2 separate regions of the Mus musculus genome follow, and region 2 is linked to region 1. The links are chromatin contacts, called in public HiChIP or PLAC-seq maps. All regions are on one chromosome and are shown on one strand. The core of a region is the stretch at or near the end of the contact, and the rest is flanking DNA. Distances in the headings are between cores, read along the strand shown. Region 1 has its middle 23 kb from the start of Themis3. Region 2 overlaps Ptprm (protein tyrosine phosphatase, receptor type, M).

Region 1 (3,365 bases), core at 193-2,692:
ACCATATGTAAAACACCTTTAGAACATGTCTGCCACTAGGCATTGCATATACTATTGCATGCTGGGTTTTTTATTTATTTTTAGTGTGTATGTGTATGGTATATGTGGATACATATGCACGGATACATGCAAGTTCCTGTGTGTGCACAGATGTGCACAGGCATACACATATGGAGGAGGCCAAGGGTTGGCATCAGGTATCTACTCAGTCATTCCATGCCTTTTTCTCTTGAGATGAATCTTTCACTGAACCTGGAACTAGACTGGCAGGCAGCAAACTCCAGGGATCTTTTCCTCACATCCGCACAGCGCTTGGGTTGCAGGTATGCACAGCCACATGCAGCTTTTGGTATAAACGCTGGGAATTTTAAATTCAGGTGCTGTGCTTTCCAAGCAGGCTCTCTTAGCCACTGAGCCATCTCTCTGACTCTGCTCATCTTATTACATTCTAAGTTGTGCAAACAGAATAAGAACGCAGGGAAATAACTCTTCAGGGGTAGGCCTGGGTGTCAGGATCAGCATCACCCAGGACCCCACCCTTCTTCTAATGTGACTTCTGGGAAAGCAGAGGCTGAGTTTTTCTGAGATCGGACTTCAGTTGGTAGCTTTGTCCCCTTCTGGTACAGCTGAGCCACAGCACAGCACACAGCTTCCCTCAGAAGTTTCCACACTGCCTTCGCCTGTCCTCTGGGGCCTCGAGAGGTCACCTCTCAAGCCTTCAAGGAAGGACAGACAACACAGACCACACAAGTCTGGAGTCCGGCTACCAGGCAGAACAACTCTTTTGTTCCTTCTCTTCCAGCTCCATTTGGCTTCCCCAGCTCCAGACCTTTGGCTCCTCTTCTCATCCCGTCATATTGCCTGACATATTTCAATGCTCTTTTCCTGCTGCCACCTCTGACAGTTACCTCTGTCTTGTGGTTGCTCTTCTCTCTCGTTTGCTTTGTCTTCTGGATGGCTACTTTCCCCCGTAAGCGAACTTTGAGAGCAAGGTATTTATTCCTTGAATTGGGTTTTTGTTTTGTAAGGGGCAGCATAACATCACCTGCTGTCTAACCCCGTGATGGGAGGGCAGGATGGACGCAAGGAAAGAGTCGAGTCAGAGTGCTGTGGCTGAAGACGATGGGCACAGAAGTTATCTATGAGAAGCTTAGTCTCCAATGTGGCTGAGCTTCGGGGATAAGCCCTAAAGGAGAAAGGGACTAATGTGATTCTCAGCCTTGGGTCCCGACCCCTTGGGGGTTGAATGACACTTTCCCAGGGGTCACCTCAGACCATTGGGAAACACTGACATTTACATTATGATTCATAAGGAAAATTACAGGTATGAAGTCACAACAAAACTAATTTTATGGTTGTGGTCACTACCACATGATGAACTGTGTTAAAGAGTCACCACATTAGGAAGGCTGAGAATCACTAATCTAATGTTCAATAGGGTACTTAGATGACTCAGGATCTCTGCTTACAGAACCTCTAGTCTTTATGGAGTAGGAGGAGAAAACTCCAGTGCTGTGTGGTTACAGCAGAAAAGGGACAAAACCACACAATGCAGGACGGCCTCTCTTAGAGTCCTCATCGGCTATGTGGGAAGCCAGGCCCATGGTGCCAACCCACAGTCTCCTTCTTGGTTCAGGCTATGGAGAGAAGACAGTCTCATCTGGTCTCCCCCTTCAATGTGCTGTGCTGATGGAAATGGTGGTAGCCAAGAAGTAGGCTGAGAGGACTTCCTACCTTGACCTTTGTGTGACCTAGGTGCCGTGTAGAGTGTCTGGGCGTCAATCCTATCCAACATGACACCAGCCACTAACACTCTTGAGCTATGTGCTAGATCTGAGTCTTTGCTCGTACTAACTAGGGTCCTCCAAAAGCTATTACACTGACACTGCTATTAACCTCACTTCCTGGTTGAAGAACTCCATAGGGCTAGAAATCTAAGGCCTAGAAATCCAGGATAGTGTGCCCAGTTATCACAGGTAGAGAGTAAGGGACTTAGGAAGTTGAGGTTGCACCATTTATTCTTGGCCCTAGTACTAAATGGTAAGGTGATTTCTGCTTTTGACTCAATAGGTAGATAGTTGAATGATACAGTTTGTCCCTCAAAGGTTGATGTCCTAGAAACTAATTCCTAATAGTTGAGGGGTAGTAGGACTCTTAAGAGGTAGAACCTGGATGAGTAGTGGCGATATGCTACATCCACTCCAGTGGTGACAAGCACGACAGGCCCCAAAAACCTGTTCACAGAAACTTAGTCTCCTGGGACCGTGGCATCCTGTATAACGAATGCTCCAATGTCCTTGCTTTAGTTGGTAAACGGATCTGTGTGCTTTCCTTTAATATTGCTTTATTATAAGTGCTCCTAAGGATTGATTCTTTGACATATAGCTAAGTTAGATTCTAGGCAGTCCTTGATCCGAACCTGGGCATGGATAGCTAAGTCACTGCCCTACACAGGAATGTACCATTATCTAGGAAGAAGGAAGTGTGTGATCTAAGGAGGAACCAGAGTAGATACTTAGAACTATAGATAGCTGAGTTACACCCATATACAAGTATTTACAATGGCCTAGGGAGAAGGTGGACTATACAGTAGACTAGAATAGGAACTATGGCAAGGGCATGAAGCCCTTGTCCCTGGCTTCTAAGTTTAAGCTGACTTTATGTGGGACTGTTTTTTATCCCAGTTGTTAACATTGAATTTTATCCCCATTGGTTCCTGCCAGTCCTTTGTGTTTGCATTCCTCTGTTCTATGTAAGGATCCCGTAACCTCCTTGTACCTTGCCAGTGTGTCACCTAAATTCCCTATTTTCTTCTGTATAAAAAGTTTGATGCTCGATTTGACAAATTACACAGATTCACACTCCCTTGTGTCGAGTCTGTTGGTCACCCCAATTCCCGCCGACTCTATGCCCATCTGCCGGAACCCCTGATTCCCACGGATTGAGGGGGGGCCGACTAGGCCTAGTCCGTGGCAGTGATACACACTTTTAATACCAGCACTCAGGAGGTAGAAGCCGGCAGAGCTCTGTGAGTTCAAGGCCAGCCAGATATACAGAGAAAGTTCCATGACAGCCAGGGCTACACAGAAAAACCCTGCCTCAAAAACAAAGAGCAATGAAAGTCACGGTAAGTCAGTGAACACACAAAGTCATGGTAAGCACACAAAGGTTAACGTACGAGGTCCTCTCAGCCTACTTCTTGGCTACCACCATTTCCATCAGCACAGCACACTGAAGGGGGAGACCAGTCTTCTCTTCTTGGCATGAACTAAGAAGGTGGAACCAGTGGAAGCAATAACCTTAGGAAGGATTAATACCTGTCTCTTCAGAGTAGGTAATATACTTTGAGAACTAACTAGGCACAC
Region 2 (3,516 bases), core at 989-3,488, 530 kb before region 1:
CTACTGCCTGCTCCATTCTCCATCCTTCATAAGCAAAAATAAGCCCTGTATGATGCCTTTCTTTTTCTAGCCCAGGTAGAAAGAGGCAGCTGGTGAACATATGAGGGTAGGGTGAATGCTGACTTGTAGTGGAAAGCACACCTCTCAAATTTAAGCTCTCAGGATTTAGCTCAGGGAGGGCATCCTCTGCCCCAAGAGTCTCTTGCAGCTATGTATAAAAAGATGGATTCTCACTTCCCTTACAGGACAGAGGATAATGGACTGTCATAGGCCAGAGTGAAAATAAAACACTACAAAACATCTTTAGAGAGCTGTGTAATCAGTCTGGAATTGAAAATATCCCAGTGACCAAATTTACCACTGCTTGCTGAAGATGGGGATGCAGGAAGGTTTGGATGGCCAGGGTGGCAAACACTGATATTTCTCTCCGTGGGAATTTGGCTACAGAGAAGTTGAGGCTCCTTAGAGAGTGGATGTTACCATGGCTCTGTGTGGGAGCAAGAGTGGAATACTAATCCTCTAGCAGTAGGGCCCAGCCAAGCACTATAGTTCGCCAGCTTGTGGTTGCATGGGAACAAGAAGGGTAGTTCCAAGCCCCCATGTTCATGGGGTAGACAGCTCATAGTGGTTCAGCGATCTCCCTATCTCTACTTCTCTATGTCTCTGTCTCTCTCTCTCTTTCCCTCTGTCTCTGACTTTGTCTGTCTGTCTCTCTCTGACAGTCTTCTAACAGATATCTCTCTATGAGAAATGAAGTGTTGTAGAGCCTACCCTTTTAGGTGGTGCTCTCTAGAGAATCCTCTCTCTCTCTCTCTCTCTCTCTCTCTCTCTCTCTCTGTGTGTGTGTGTGTGTGTGTGTGTGTGTGTGTGTGTGTGTGTTTTCTTGGTTTGATTTACTAACACATATGCTAAGCTACTGGACAAAGTCCTACAATACTGTTTTCTTTATTTGCTTGTTTGTTTGTTTTAATTTGGTTGAGATACTGAAGAATCCATCATGCACAGTGAGAGAATGTTTAAACAGAAATGTAAAGAAATAAATATCCCATTAAAAATGAAGGAGAGCATTGAAGGAAATGTGGGGCTGGGAAGACAGCTAGGTTGGTAAAGCTGTAGGGGGCTGGAAAGAGGGTTCAGTTGGTAAAGCAGTGGTCTTATAGGCATGAGGATAGAGTCTCTTCTTCAGAACCCCCTAAAGTAGGTGGAGTGTGCTGTAGGTGAGCAGGCCTGGTACTTAGGTGACAGAGGTAGGCAGATGTCCAGGCCTTGCTGGCTGCTCCACCTAACTTCCTTGGTAAGCTTCATATTTGTGAGAGACCCTGTCTCCAAATACATAATAAAATACATCGGAGGGCGCATGCCTAAGGAGAGACCCGAGGTTGTACTCTGGCCTCTACAGACATGTGTGGACCTGTACATATGCACCTGCACACATGAGAACACACAACATGAAAGGAATTAAGAAGCTGGGGACGGGTGTAAAGTCAATGTGTTAGGGCAGGGAATCTAAGCAAGAATGCGCTGAAGACCAAGGGAGGAACTTTGCAGTGAAGCTGGGGCCGCAAGGCAAAGATCATGAAGGCCGGAATTCAGTACCAGGAAGTGGGTTTTCCAGATATCTGGTCAAGTTCTGCTTCTGTGCTCCCCTTCATGCTGCTCAGAGGTTGATGTCCATGGAGTGTGGTGCTGTAAGAAAGGTTCAGGGTTTGAGATGGAGCCTGGCTCCTGAGGGCCTATGGTGGACAGGGGCTGTCTCTTCTGGTACACTGATTAGATTCCTTTGGCCACTTGCAGCATGCACCTTCCAACCTGAATTCTTTTATTCTATTATTTTTTTAGTCTCTGATCTTGACTTTTTTCCTTTTAAAATAATTTACTTTTAGATTCTTTCATGATGTTAGGCATACTAATATTTTATACCTTTTCCCCTGAATTATCACCATTACCATTGATTGATTGTATTTGATGGCTGTTGTTTATTCTTTTCATTAAAGATTTATTCTATTTGTAATTATTAGTGTGTGTGCGTGAGAGAGAGAGAGAGAGAGAGAGAGAGAGAGAGAGAGAGGAGAGAGAGAGAGCTAGACAGCAAGTACAGTGCTCACAGAGGTCAGAAGAGTGTAAAGGGTAAAGGTGATAGATCCCCCCTGCAGTGGAGTTCCAGGCAGCTCTGAGTCACCATGTAGGATGCTGGACACAGAGTTTAAACCCTCTGTAAGAAGCAGTATATTCTTGAACCACTGAGTCATCACTCCTGCCCTATTCTCTTCTTTGGTTTAAATATTTGTGGATTATGTGCCTGTGTCTATACTTGAGGTTTGTTACCCAATTTGTGTGGCTATATTTGTTTTTACTACTTTCCTCTGGAGATTGTGGGCGATGTCAAGAGGGCTGGCACTGACTAACCTCAGGCTTTAGACACTTTCCTCCCCTCCCCCCTCCCCCGCCCCAGCACAAACTCACTAGTCAGGGCCTAGTGTGTGTATGTGGTGTGGAAGGCAGGATTTGGGAGCCTTATATTGTAGAGGCCACTTCAGAGGGACCATGAGTATTCCATGTAGCAATGAGAGCAGCTGATATTAGTATTTACATATTCACCCATTGTCCTACTTAGGGTTTTATTGCCAGGAAGAGACACCATCACCATGGCAACTCTTATAAAAGAAAACATTGAGGGAGTGCTCTGACCCCAGGACTCAGGTGATATCAACATTATCTATTCCGGGTCTTTCTGAGATGGGTCTACTCAGGAGAGCACATGGTCTGCTTAAGCAACAGAGCTTCTTGGACAGGGTCTCTTAGGGCCTTCATCCTCAGACAGGAGGCACAGCTGATCCTCAGACCTCCTTGCACCTTCCCCACCAGAGAAGAGCTTGCCTATACGAAGTGCTCTGACCCCCCTGGAACTCAGGAGAGAGTTAGTCTCCCAGGAGTGCTGACAGAAGTAACAGAATCACAGGAGGAACAAGCTCCAGCCAGAGACAGCTAGAACATCTAACACCATAGACTACAAGATGGCTAAAGGCAAGCGTAAGAATCTTCCTAACAGAAACCAAGACTACTCGATATCATCAGAACCCAGTAATATCACCACAGCGAGTCCTGGATACCCCCAACACACTGGAAAAGCAAGATTCAGATTTAAAATTATACCTCATGATGCTGGTAAAGAATTTTAAGGACATTACTAATTCTCTTAAAGAAATACGGGAGAATACAGCTAAACAGGTAGAACTCCTTAAAGAGGAAACACAAAAATCCCTTAAAGAATTACAGAAAAACACAACCAAACAGGTGAAGGATTTGAACAAAACCATCCAAGACCTAAAAAGGGAAGTAGAAACAATAAATAAAACCCAAAGGGAGACAACTCTGAAGATAGAATTCCTAGGAAAGAAATCAGGAGCCATAGATGTGAGCATCAGCAACAGAATACAAGAGTTGGAAGAGAGAATCTCAGGTGCAGAAGATTCCATAGAAAACATGGGCACAACAATCAAAGAAAATACAAAATGC

Evidence for each region. HiChIP or PLAC-seq counts read pairs in DNA pulled down with a chosen protein or histone mark.
Region 2: a FOXA1 HiChIP or PLAC-seq map of pancreatic cancer cells shows a contact between it and region 1. The contact joins two enhancer-like sites. A contact is called at or near these places in 1 of 484 Hi-C or Micro-C datasets (nephron progenitors) and 1 of 115 datasets of contacts at active chromatin or transcription factors (pancreatic cancer cells).

The regions. Positions count from the first base shown.
Region 1 is chr17:66,616,173-66,619,537 of GRCm38.p6, reverse strand. No RefSeq gene overlaps it. Among named protein-coding and RNA genes, the nearest start is that of Themis3, 23 kb to the right of the region's middle. Within about 2 kb of position 1,442, at least 6 of the 459 cell types and tissues checked have an H3K27ac peak or open chromatin away from gene starts, as enhancers often do. A contact at or near this core is called in pancreatic cancer cells, where this site is marked.
Region 2 is chr17:67,149,428-67,152,943 of GRCm38.p6, reverse strand. All of the region lies in intron 2 of Ptprm (protein tyrosine phosphatase, receptor type, M), which reads left to right. Among named protein-coding and RNA genes, the nearest start is that of Mir5709, 120 kb to the right of the region's middle. Within about 2 kb of position 2,238, at least 27 of the 459 cell types and tissues checked have an H3K27ac peak or open chromatin away from gene starts, as enhancers often do. A contact at or near this core is called in pancreatic cancer cells, where this site is marked.